Linked DNA regions of Mus musculus: region 2 is linked to region 1. The links are chromatin contacts, called in public HiChIP or PLAC-seq maps. All regions are on one chromosome and are shown on one strand. Each heading gives the region's core, a stretch centred on a gene start, on an enhancer-like site or on the middle of the called end of the contact. The rest is flanking DNA. Distances are from core to core; before and after follow the strand shown. Region 1 has its middle 20 kb from the start of Gm34424. Region 2 has its middle 9.0 kb from the start of Gm34770.

Region 1 (6,733 bases), core at 2,745-5,244:
GTCACCAGACAATTTAAAGGCTCTGTGGTCTACCCCCAGGAAGCGTGTCCCTCCCAGGGTGACCAGGTCCCCAGAACCCTTGCCTGCTGCTTCTTTCTTCACATCAGCTCGCATATCTCAGTTCACACCTTGTACTCATGAGGTTAGAACCACCTATTCATCTTTACTCCCACCAGGAAAGACATTCTTTCGCCTCAGGATCTCACAGAAGGTCCCTGACCAATCTGGTGGCATCCCATGTCTGTTCTAGGTCATGCAGTCATGGTAGAGCTGGTGGAGGGACATCTCAAAAGATGGAGCATCATTACCAAGGAGATGATGGGCCGTAGAGCTATCATTCCCTTCATAGGTGAGGAGCTGGAACAGAGGACCAATCACATTGTCTGATGCCTGGTAACCAAGAAGCTGAAGCTGAATGTGAAGTTGGGAAATCTGATTGTGAAGGTCATAGTTCACCACATCTTTCTGTCTACATCCTATTTTCACACAAGGCCATGACTTCTTCAGGTCAGGGCACAGCCCTGAGATCTGGCAAGTTGGCAAAGGGTTCTATTTCTGAGTCTCAGTGGATTCTTCTAAGAGTACTGTACCTGTGGGACAGTCCTGGACTGGGTGTTGGGGGAACTGTGTTTATCTGGCTATCTGTGTGACCTTGAGACAGTCACTTTCTTTCTCCGAGTCTCTGCATCCTATCTACTAAATGGCAACGATTGTCTCTGAGTCCCTGCCCTAGGCATTGAGCAGGACTAATGAGATAATTCCATGAATGAGCTTTCAAAAGCTGAAAAGCCCACACAGATGTGAGGATTATTCTTATGATCCTCAGCCCCACAGGATTATCTTAAATTATGGAGACGGGGGGGGGGGGGATGGGGTCTCCCCAGAAGGTCCAGATGTCCGGCAGCCTTGTGCAAATAATGCAATACAACCTGCTTTGCAGGGTCACCTCTGATTTATTTATTTTAGCAAGTGATTCATACTGGGCTTCCCAGATCTGCCCCCAGAACCACATCTCACCTCTGTCGCAGCTGCACACATCAGGGGACCATGGCCTCTTTCTCCCTCTGGCCAACAAAGGAAGACTAGAAGCCTGTTTGCTAGGATGGGTGCCGGGTGTGTTTCTTAGCGTTGCCTGGAAAGAAGGCCTGTGTTGGAAACAGGGCCATCAGTGGCTCACTTCCAGCTTGGCTAGGGGCCAGAATGAGGGTCACATGGCAAGAAGGCTACTTCAATAGAACTCCTGGTGAGCCTCATCGCGTTGCTGAAGGACTTCTCAAGACCTCTCACACACGGGTGAATGTCACTCACCAGCAATCCAGGAGCAACAACCGTATTCCCTAATGGTTTTCATCCAGACCTCTCCCATTCAATAACTTTTGGGGACCAATGTTCTGCAAATGAATGGATGGCTGAACCCCATGTCCTGATTTTAGGGAGGGCAGGTGAACCAGATGGAGCTTGGCACCCTGGACTCTCTCAAAACAAAATCTAACCTGCTCACACTTGCCAAAGAAATTCTCTTTGCTTCTTGGATATCCTATGGACATTTACAATTTGGAGGGGTGCCAAAGGACCCTGAAAAGAGAAAATTTGATTTTTTTTCCCTGCAAATATCCCAGAAGGGGTGGGTGTGTGAGTGTGATGGGGCAGCCATCACTGATAGTCAGCTGAGACAGAGCTGAGCAGGAAGAACTCAGTGTCGAAGGGAGGAGTGGCTCATGGGCCCACACCTCCTTTCGGAATGCCTGGCGTGGGTCTACGAACACAGCCAAGCACCCGCAAGAGGTGCAAGCCAGGAGCTATCGAAGGTATGCACCCGTAGGCACAATGAGTCACACTGGGTGGGTGGCTTGTGGCTAGCAGTCAGGGAGTGAGCTCACAGGCTTCAGGGGATGGAGGAGTCACCCCTCCCAGGTGCTCTGCTACCATGTTGGCACACGCTGGCCCATTCTGTTCTCAAGTCGGCTCTGTGATGCACATTGCTGTCATCATCGTCCCCGCACTGAAGACGGGGAAATGGGATGAAACATGGTGAGGCTGTAGGGCTCCTGAACAATGCAGGAAGGGTGGGTTTCTACCACCAGGCTGACTGGAGAACTTACACTGGAAAGCCGTGAGACACTCTCCTGAGGAGATGAAGAGTTCAGGTAACAGTTTTCATTGGTCAGGGTGTCGATGGACACGTCCTTAAAAGAAGGGCTCTATATTCCCTTCTCTCTTGTCAGCCAACTCCCTTCAGCAGAAGAGACATGTGTTAGCATCTGGTGGGTAATGGACCAGTCAAGGTACATACCCGAAACCAAGCCTGGCGCTGCAATTCAACTTCCCGGCAACAGGGACAATCCACTTGGAGGCTCCTTACCCTGGAGCCAACTTCTATTGGCACTTTCTTCTTCCCCAGAGACACCTAGGAGTCCAGGCTGGACAACCTGGCCCCTTGGTAGCCAGGGCTCATGTTATTCCTTAGTCCACAGAGTTAGACTGCCTCTCAGGCTGAAGGATGGAACTGACTGGCCCTGCTACCTCTCTTTCCACTGATTCTCATCTGCTGATAGAGCAAGTTGAGGAAGAAGAGGAGGAGGAGGAAATAAAATAAAGAAGACAGTAAACGGCTCAGTTGTTAAAGTGCTTGGAACACAAAAATGAGGACCTGTGTTCAAATCCCTAGCACCCACATAAAATGCTATGTTGTGTAGCTGGAATCCCAGTGTTGGGGAGGCAGAGGCAGAAGGCTCCCTAGGGCTGTTCTCTCTTTCTCTCTCTCTCTCTCTCTCTCTCTCTCTCTCTCTCTCTCTCTCTCTCTCTCTTTCTTTCTGCACGTGCATGTGTGTGTTTGTCTCTGTCTCCTTCTCTCTCACACATACAAACTACCATTACAATAGAAATACCTTACAATGATTTATTGTGATCCAAAACCCTCCCCCTGGAATGCCAGAAAGCATCAAGGACCCCACTTCAATACCCTTTATCCATTAAGAGATCCTCTTTTTGGATTCAATAAGCAGGATTTCAGGCCCTGCCCCCCTCCAGCTATCCCCTCCCTCTTGTGGGGGCATGAGCCACTTCCAAAAAAAGCCCATGCTAAGCCTCGCTGTTGATAGAACTTTAATCTTGCCGAGCACATGTTGAGAAGAATAAAACCAATTTTGTTTAGGAAACCAGAGGCGGCACTCAGCTGGAAAGGAGCTCTGTGAGCATCCGTGAGCTCTATGAGCATCCGCTCTCCTTTGGGCCCGTGGTGTTCAGGCTGTTGGGCGGTACTTAGAGGCCCCGGAGACTTAGGTCCAAGGCAGCAGGAAGGAAGGGGTCCTCGCCAGGGATCCTTGCCCTAAATCCTTTGATTCTCTCTGTTCTGGGTAGAAAGCAGCTCCCATCCAGGCTGCTTACAGATCAAGGCTAATCTGAGTGTAATTCCCTGCCCAGCTCGCTGCTTCCTTAGCAACACATAAATACAGATTAAGGGGTTATATAAATGCAATTTTCTAATTAATCAGTGCAAATCCAGCTACTGCCTGGGACACAGATTTCATTTTTTAATGTGAGAGGTTTACTTCTTTGAGTTCAGTTTACAAAATGCAGTTTCTCTTCCTGTCCTTTCTAATGCCCAGTAGCCATGGCGTGTTGGTAGAGAAGTTTGATAATTACTGGGAAGCCCATGTGTTGCGACCCCAAATCCTTAAGTTCATGATCAACGAATGAGACTGGGTTTGGATCCAGTCAGGTTGAATTTAATCTTGGCTGTGTGGCCAAGGACATGTTATCCAGACTCTCTGAGCCCCAGTGTCTGCAGTCTTGGGAAGATGATGAGAAAATACCTCATGATGTTGCTCTAAGAGTTAGACATCACGTTTGAAAGTGTGATAGTGTGGTAAAAATGGATCCCCTTATTGTTTACAGCTGGCGGGGGGGAGAATTGTTGTAGACACAGTGCAGGACAGAGCTTGAAATCTCATGTTTGCTCTGCCTCCCTGGGTCTCTTCCAGGATTTAGTGACTCAGTATTTATTGACCTTGTGTTCAGAGTCGGGATGTGAGGTGTGCTCTCCCAGGGCTCTCCAGAGCTCCTTCCCACCCCACAGGTCTGGCTAAGGAGAGCTGGAGGGTTGACTGGGTGCCCAAGGGTTAGTGGAAAGAGTCCGCCACAGGGATAGTTATGAGTGTGACGGGCCAGGCTGGGCACTGTCTCGCTGTCTCATGGTGGACTTACAAGGACAAGCTGTGGAGGTGGAGGGAAGTTTTGAGGTGTGAGTGCATGAAGACTTTAAAAAGACTGAATAACTCGTCTGCAAATTGCCAAGCTCTCTTCAGATGAAGAGAGCTGTTCTCCTCTTCCTCCTCATCTCAGCTTTCTTCTCCTCCTCCCCCTCCTCCAGCCTCCTATCCACAGGCCAGTCTGGCCTCAGCTAGTCTAACCTCCCAGAGTGCTGGGACTGCAAGTAAGTACCAACATGCTCACTTCTCTTTTCCTTAAAGCTCCTCCTGACAGTGGGTACGTATACACACGTGAACCTATTCAAATTCATGTGCATGCAAACTCACACGCATTGGATGTGTGCCCTGGTCTACCCATGTCTACCTGGCTGCAGAGGTGGAAAGGGGGTGAGGAAGAGAAGACAGAAAAACCGACTAGAGAGAATCCCTTCTCCTGGCGATACTGGGAATCAAACCCAGGGCCTGTACACGCCAGGCAAGCACTCTCCACTGAGCTACACTCCCAGCTGAAATTTTTTCCTGAGCTAAAGGATTTTTCTATGTTTCAGGCTCGTCATGTTACTGGTGTCACTGACCAAGGTTGCAGGTTAGAAGGACCCTACTTCATTCATGAGCACCCCCAGCAGGAACAAGAATATTGCTTTTTGGTTTTCCTTTGAGTTATTTGTCCCCTGGCATTTCTTAGATTCAGGCTGTCACCGCTGACCTTATTTGAGACCCCTTACCCTACATATGACCTCTGATTTCGTCTGTGACCTTGGACGCTGTAGGCATCTCTGACCCCCAGTTTTCTTATCTGAAAGATGGGAGAAAGAATGCCATCATAGCTCATTGGCAGAGCTAGGAGCCCCTAAGGAGAGCAGACCAGAGAGGGGGTGATGGGCAGCCCTGGAGGAGAAAACATTTGGCCATAGAGGAGTGCCTCGGAGACAGAAGATAAGCAGGTTCTATCTTGTGTACCATTCAGTCACCTTAGTAACGCCTGGGGGCGGGGCACTGCCCAGGCAGCTCAGGGAGTGCCAGGCACTGTCACTTTAAAAGCAAAGCAAGTGTTGTTAGCTGGGCTATTTTTTCAGGTGTGTTCTAATTGTGCTAATTAACTCTAAGGTAGATTTTAGCACTCCAGCCTCTATCGCTGCCTTCAAATGCCAAAACAAATCTTGCCATAATTACCAGCAATCCTTTTCATTACCGGCTGCCTAATTATCCTATTAATAGCACATCCTAAGAGACAGTATTTGCTTGGCAGGCAAATATTTGTTTTTAAATGAGAAAACACAAAGACAAACTGCTCTGTTTGCAGAAGGGCTCCAAAATGCAAAATGGCTTATATTCATGGAAAAAAATAGCCCAGATAAAAGTGAACACTTAATCCATTGGAGGCATTAGGACATTGAGAGACGCCCCCACCCCTGCACTGGCCAGCGCCTCCTTGCTGGGGGCAGGTGCTTCAGAGGTTCTTAGTGGAGAGTGTTCTGTGTAAGGACTTGGGTAACTTGGTGGATGGAGCTGATCCCGGATCACAGGCAAAGCTGAAAATAACACAGGCCATAAAGTCACGTTAGAGTCGGAAAGCAAGTCCATGGAGCCGTGAGGCCAGAGATTACGTTCTTACATTTGACTGATGCCACCCAGGGAGATGGGTCAGTGGAGCAAGTATTTGCCATGCAAGTGGGGAGGTCTGAGTCCAGATCCCAGTGCTCACAGAAAGCCAGACTTGTCAGCATGAGTGTCATCTCAGTACTCTTGTGGCTAGATGGGTGTCTGAGGCAGTGGAGTCCCCCGAAGGTCACACACCAGCTAGTCTGCTGTGTGAAGCCGGTAAACATGAAGCCTCTTAAATGAGGTAGAAGACAGTGGACTAACAGCCCAGGTTATCCTATGTCCCCCACACATGAACATGGCTTGTACATACTTGGCACATTGCATGTGTGTGTACACATACACACACTCATACACATATACACATGCACATGCACATACACAAGCACACACATATGCACATACATGCACACACAAGCACACGCACACACACACCGTGTTACTTGAGAAGGGATCAGGTCAGCCATAGGGCATCTTCTCAGGCCTGTGGCTTCTTGCTTGTTTAGCATCCATACAGTTAAAGTGAAAATGAAATAATCATCTCACTAAAAAGTACCACCAACGAACAAGTATGAAAGTTCTATAGAAAGGACTAGCTGGGAGCTGTGGGAGAGGAGGGGGACAAGAAGGGAACAGAGGGTGAACAGGACACATTATACTCACATGTGAAAATGTCACTGTGAAGCCTATTGTGTTTAACATATGCTAATTAAAAAAAGATAGTAAAAGCAAATAAAGTGACCTTGTTCATTCCACCCCCACGCCAGCCATCTCCTATAATGTACATGAACACACGAACACACACACACACACACACACACACACACACACACACACTTTGTTTTTATTTTAGAAATCGTGGAATGCGATCATGCTATGAATTAGGTGACACCTTGAGAAAACACAGTCATGTGACCTAT
Region 2 (6,733 bases), core at 1,519-4,018, 180 kb after region 1:
ACTCAGATCTTCAGGCTCACTCCTCAGGCACTCTACCAGTCCCCAGCCTAGAAAGGGAGGGACCCTGTCCTAGTTCCTTTGCCTGTAGGATTGCGGTGTCTTTGGCTGGTCTGTGATGCACCTGTCATGGGTGCTGCCAAAGGCTGTTGAGCTCATACTTTGCCCTCAGGAAAGCGGGTTGAGGATGTTCTTGAATCCAGCCTGAGATCTGAGACACCCAGCTCCATATAAGCAAGAGGAACAGCAAGCTGTGGAGGGAAGATAGGCCTTTGAAGGAGCATTCAGGAAGAACCTCCAGAATCAAGGCTGAGTCAAGTGGACATTGAAAGAACCTCCTTCTCAAAGTGGTGGGATGTTAGACCTCAGCTCCAAAGAGTCACTAACCCCTCTCTCAAGAGGAGGAGAATGGCCGCAGGCCAATCAAGCCTAGCTTTAATCTAGCTATGCCCAGGCTTATGCTTTGTCCAGAGCCATTTTTAAAGCTGGAAAATGTTCACAATCTGGCCTTCCCCTGCTGCCCTCCAACCATGACCAGCAAAGATGTCCTTCTGTGGCTATATGAGAAAGCCCCTGCGTGCCCAGGCAAGTTCCCTCAATACCACAGCAGCATGGTGCTGGCTAAGACTGCAGGCACTTTAAAAACAAAAGCAAAAGCAAAATGGTTGAATGAGTGAGCCACCACAGTGAGCTAGCTTAGCTCCAGGTATGCAAATGAGAAACACGAAGCTCTTTAAAAGAGCTAACTGTACAGTTCAAGGTCAGGGAAGCAGAGAGTGGGGGTTGGAATTTGTCTTATTTAAGGTACAGCATCTTCACTCACAAATTTCATGAAAAATTCTACAAGAAACCCACAAGAATGGGAAGCTAGGTGAAGTCTTTTTATTGTTATTCCATTTGTCACTGTTAGCACCCGACCCAGAAGCTTAGCTCAAAACAATGACCTCTCAATTATGTCCAAGATCATCGCCCCAGGCATCCAGGACTAAAGACATTGTGCTTTTTATGGTTATTTTTGTCCAAGTGGCCCTAACAAAACTCATCACATGCAATAAAAGCATTACCTTATTATGTGTTAAGTTTTTTTTTTTTACTACATGTGTGTATCTATACGTGTGTGTGTGTGTGTGTGTGTGTGTAGGTGCCTGTGGAGAGAAGAAGGTATTGGATTCCCTGGAGCTGAAGTTACAGCTAGTTAATGTAAGTCTTTGGTAAGGGGTTAAATCATGAGTTTAGGAGAAGGGATAAAGAATTTCTGAGGAAAGAAATAGATTTTGTCATCTAGTTGGCTAATGTGTACTACAGTGTTAGCTTCTGCCCAGACCTGTGTTCTTAATGAGTGGGAAATAAGGGATTGGTTTTTTTTTTTTTTTTCAGTTGGGGTCAAAGGATGACACTTCAGAGAATGAGAAAGAGGGTGATTGTGAGTCAAATGGGCTTGCAGAGGTCATTTGAAACCAGGGAGGCTCTTGTCTGGGTGATGCTGTGTCATTGTGACCCAGGTGGGACTCCTTCTTAGAGAGCCTGTGACCACGAAGCCTTCCCTACATTGAGCTCTTCAGGGCTCTCTGTGGCTGAGCCAGCCTGACACCCTGCTTGGCTCATGGGAAAGCTTTTGAGGTCCAGGACACATTCATTCTCTTGTATCTGATGAGCTTTGCTAGGGCCACTTGGACAAAACTAATCACAATGTCATTAGCCTAGGGTGCCTGGAGATGATCTTGGACTTAAATTAGAGGACGCCATTATTTTGAACTAAACTTCTGTGTTGGGTCCTGACAGTGCAGACTCATTCACATGGGTAACTTACACTCAAGTTTTACGTCACCAAAACTGAAAGGAGATTGTCTGATCTTCTAAGCAAGCATGAAAGATAGGAACCAATGTTCCCCAACCGCTCGTTTCCATGGGCTTGATAACAGCTTCTCTCCTCAGTAAGAATTTACCCAAAGTAACCTTATGTTTACCAACTCGTTATTTTTCTCTTGTTCTTCCTGCACGGCCCTGCTTGACAAAGGAAGCGACTTTGAAGTCACAGGTATCTAAAGAGATGCCTCCTCGGGTCAATGCACTTGCTGAGCACACAGAAACCTCAGTTCAGATCCTGGGTAAAAAGCCGGGCAACCAATCACAAAAAAATCAAAAATCAAAAAGCTCATCATTGATGGGACAGAAATGCCAGAATCAGGAGAATGTGCTCTGAGAGTGCGCTCCTTCAATTTATTTACAAAGCATTTTTAGCTGGGGAGGAAGACATGGCCCATGAAACTGTAATCCCAGAATTTGGGGGGTGGGAGTGGTGGAAGTAGGAAGATCAGAAATTCAAGTTCATCCTTGACTAGATAGTGAAATACTGTCCCAAACCACTCTACTCCCCCACCCTCAAAACTGTGAAATGTAGGCTGTAGGTCAAGCCCTGTGGCTGCTCCACGTAACAGATAGAGCCTACAGCTTGTCACTGCCTCAGGTCACCTGGGCCTCTACTCGCATCCCTCTCGCTGACTTGCTCATGGAGATGGAAAGCTGAATCCTGAGTCTCCTTTGGTTTTTCTTCTGTTGATTTCTTTTACAGAGTGCCTAGGAAGAGATAACTAGGCCTGCACAAGAATGGAACCCACATCCCTGGTTGGGGGGGGGGTGGATATCTGCTGAGCACCCCCAGAAGCCTCCCAGTTCCCTAAGCTATTCCTTTTTCAAGCTCCAAGGCTTCCCACACTTATGCAAAGCACCTCTGCCGAGTCTCTGAGTTGCTGGAGGGGAAACTCCAAACCTCAGAGAGAAATTAAGAGGCTGATTGGCTCTTGGGAAATGAGACAAAAAACTAGCCCGGGTGAACCACTGGGCTGAAACTGTTTCCCCAGATGAGTCACAGCGTTATCCACGAGAAGGAATGTCCCTTCCCACCCCCATCCCCACCCCCAAAGGGCCTCAGCTGATCTGGAAGATTGGCCTGGTTACATAGCCAGAGGAACAGAAGGCAAAAAAGCAAGAGACTGGGGTGATCGCTTACCAAAGAAACCGCAACCACCTTCCGCCCGCCTGGGTGGGGTCTGCCTTTCTTCTTTTAACCTGTCAACTGCTTGTCAGCACCTCCATTTCCTGCCAGCCCTTAGAGGAGACCTTTGTGTGCTCTCAAGAGACGGTGCCCTCAATCCCATCATCTCTCTCTCTCTCTCTCTAGGGCAAGGCAACAATAGTCTTTAGGCTTATCCCCAACAAAAAGATGTTAAAACATAGAAGCCAGTCACCATACATGTTAAGGACCAGGAAAACAGAGAGCAGCAAAGTTGGCATGGGGCACCTGTCCTTGTGGAGTTGACAGTCAGCCAAGATCAAATAACCTGAACAGAGAGCATTCACCAAGGGCAGAGGTTGGACAAATGTCTAGAATGTGACAGAGAACCAATGTGTATGTGGCAATCCAGGAAACTGTATTAGTAATTGTCAACCATCATGATTTATTTGTTTGTTCGTTGATAAAGAAAGAATGGGCTGTCTGGGGAGTATAATCCAAAACAGGGGAAGGCTGTGAAGCAGAAGGAAGATCTTTTGGTGAGGGGCTCACTGGGAAAGGTCTTTGGAGATGGAGGACAGGGTCTGTCTGAAGAGGACAGCACAGAGGGTCCTAGTGGCAGTAAGAGGCAGTTAGAATGTGCAGAAGGGACTTATGTGGCCAGACCCTGTTGCCATCCCAAGGTCAAAGAGCCACTGGGAAAGCACATGCACGAGGGTCCAGCTGTGTGTGACTGTTTGGAGCACATCAGTGCTTGTGGCAGCTGAGGCTGGAAAGTAAAGTGATGTATGGCTAACTTACTGCCAAGTTCACCTTCACTTCAATGTGTAATATGGCTCATTTAACAAATGCCGGGATCACATGACAGCTCACCAGATGCTAAGCTAAAAGCTCAGCAAATATCATCTCACTCTGTCCTCACAGTGGCACTGTGACATGGGTGCCCCCATTAGCTTGTTTAAAAGATGGGCCATCTTGGCTGGGGTATTCAAACCAACTCCATTGGTGACAGTATGATAGTCTTCCTCAGTTCCTGAGGGACATGGAGAGTTCCAGAAACCTGCTTTGTGCCTATGGAGAGAGGAGGAGGAGGAAGAGCAAGAAGAGGAAGAGGGCAGAGAAGCAGCAGCTGTAGTTACTGTAGCTGAGGAAGACAGATAGGTAGGAGCAAAAGCAGGTCAGCTGTCAGAGGGCCCAAAGAGCCAACCACAGTGAGGCAAACAGTGCTGGTATGAAGACGTAGTTCCTCGTTCCTGTCTTGGCTGAGGTCACAACCTCTCTCCACGGGACACCAGGTCCTTTCAGTTTGCCCTCCACTGGATCAGCTGCTTTGTGAAATACCTCTTCCTTGGTCGGCTCTCCACTCCTTCCAGGCATACCTTGAGATGCAGACAGTGAAAGGTGAATTTGGGAGGATGTGAATTTTAAAGATATCTTTAACACCTCCCCAGATTGCTATTTTCCTGAGTATAAACTCAATAACACATTCTTTTTCTTCAGAATTTTATAGGCCTTACTTATTTGCCCCCTGTTTTCAGGGTTGCTGTAGAGAAGCCCACTGTTGATTAGTAGTTTGGCTGGGTATAGAAATCCAGTCAAAACCATCTTGCAGTGCTGCTGTTGAGGACTCAGTGCCACCCTGTGCCCCACTCCCTTGTTCTTGAGACAGAATCTCAAACATCCTTGCTGGTCTCACACTCTCTCTGTAGCCAAAGATGACCTTGAACTCCTGATCTTCCTGCTTCAACCTCTAAGATTCTGCCTTCTGGGACAGGAGCTATACACGACCTGTTTCTTAGACCTGTTATAATGATTTTGTTCATGCTATTATTCTCTCTCTCTCTCTCTCTCAGCTCTGGAAGCTCTCTTTCTGGAAGCTCTCAGTATCTTTATCTTTGAAATTTCACAATAATTGGCCTTGCTGTGGGCCTTCTGTCCTTTGTTGGGTAGGGTGTGTGACAAACTGAGACTGATTAGAACAGATTTCAGTTCTGGGAACTTTCTTGTCACGCTGTTTCCATGACTATTGCAACCCTCCCTCAGTTCCTTCTCTACTCTTTTCTTTCTGGAACTTAGTGCTTGTATGTTAAATGCCCCAGATGTGTGATCAAGATTTTAAAAATCTTTCCTATATTCTAGCTATCTTTTTGTTTTACTTTCTGAGCATTCCTTGTGTGTGTCTGTGTGTACGAATGTATGTGTGTATATGTTTATGTGTTTATGTATGTGTCCATGTATGTACATATGTATGTGTGTATGTATGAATGCATGTATGTATGCCACACATGTATTAAACATGTGTGTGCATGCGTGTGTGTGAATAGGGGTGTGTGTGTGTATGTGTGTGTGTGTGTGTTTGTGTGTGTGTGTGTGTGTGTGTGTGTGAATGCTTCCATTAATGATAGGATCTCATGCAGCTCAGGCTAGCCTCAATCACATTCATTATCTACCTGAGGAGGATCTTGAACTTCCGACCCTGGTAGGATTACAGGTGTGCACCATCACATTCTACATACCAGGGAGTAAACTCAGGACCTTGTATATGGTAGGCAAGCACTCTATCAGCTGAGCTACAATCCCTAGCTCCCCAAATATTTCTTTTAGACAGGGCATCACATAGCTCAGGCCAGCTTGAACTTCCTATGTAATCAAGGCATAGTTGGACCCTATAGGCATTGCCCAGAGCATTCTAAATATTACATTATTTGACGACCCATAGCAAGTATTTGAGAAAGTGCTCTCACCAACCCTATGACTGACAAGAAACATGGAGCACAGAGAGGGCCAATACTCTGCCCGAAGTTTCCCAGAGTTTCAGGTAGGTTATATAGTTATAGGCACACTGGCCCCAGAGACATCTCTGCTTAAGCTTCCAGAAACCTCAGTTTACCCATCTGTGTGACAGCAAGTGAGTTCATTCAGAAAGTTGGTTTGAGAGAGAAACAAGGAAATACATGTAAGACCTTCGAGTAGACCCTCCACAAATATTAGAATCCTTATGGTTGCTCTGTGTACATGTCTATATATGCTATGTATGTGAGCCCAAGTGTGTCCCACAGAGCACATGTGGAGGTCAGCGGACAACTCATAAACTACCCTCTTTACGGGTCAGTTAGTGTCTGTTATCTGAACCTCTCAGCTTTTTGGGAGCCAGAAGCTCAAGGCCTAATCTAAAAAGGCGTCTGTTTTCTCATTACCCTGTGGGCTTCCAGAGTCAGCCCAGCAAACAAGGGCCAAGCCATCTTACTGGCCTTCATTTTTGTCATAAAACATCCCCACCATTGGGCTTAACTTCATTACTTTGAAAAGCCACAGTGTAGGCTTGCCTAAGGCCTCTGATAGCCATGAATCTCCATGGCTGTATGAGATGGTCTGCAAAGCTGGGGCAGGGGAGGGGGCTCATTAAACAAGATGAGATAGGACATGGCTAAGGGTGGGAAGCATCAATATCTGGAGGAGAGAGGAATGCTCCAGAAGGCTGGGTTCCCCAGTGCAGGCCTCCGAGCGCCACTTCCGAGAACACAAACAACTGTGAGGCTAAAAAAGAAAAAGAAAAAAAAAAGACCAGACCCAAACTAACATGTAAAGAGACACATGTTACCACTTACAGGCCAGTTAATGTTGGTGTGGGGAGAAGGGCACGGGGAAGGGAGGCCCCGGGGTGGGAACGAGCAGGCCCGCGGCTGAAACGGGTTATTATGTGTCATCGGGAAACTTAAGAAG

Evidence for each region. HiChIP or PLAC-seq counts read pairs in DNA pulled down with a chosen protein or histone mark.
Region 2: an HNF4G HiChIP or PLAC-seq map of pancreatic cancer cells shows a contact between it and region 1. The contact joins two enhancer-like sites. A contact is called at or near these places in 2 of 484 Hi-C or Micro-C datasets (cortical neurons and pancreatic cancer cells) and 2 of 115 datasets of contacts at active chromatin or transcription factors (embryonic basal ganglia and pancreatic cancer cells).

Annotation. Positions count from the first base shown.
Region 1 is chr9:61,486,162-61,492,894 of GRCm38.p6, forward strand. No RefSeq gene overlaps it. Among named protein-coding and RNA genes, the nearest start is that of Gm34424, 20 kb to the right of the region's middle. Within about 2 kb of position 3,995, at least 16 of the 459 cell types and tissues checked have an H3K27ac peak or open chromatin away from gene starts, as enhancers often do. A contact at or near this core is called in pancreatic cancer cells, where this site is marked.
Region 2 is chr9:61,667,008-61,673,740 of GRCm38.p6, forward strand. No RefSeq gene overlaps it. Among named protein-coding and RNA genes, the nearest start is that of Gm34770, 9.0 kb to the left of the region's middle. Within about 2 kb of position 2,769, at least 118 of the 459 cell types and tissues checked have an H3K27ac peak or open chromatin away from gene starts, as enhancers often do. A contact at or near this core is called in pancreatic cancer cells, where this site is marked.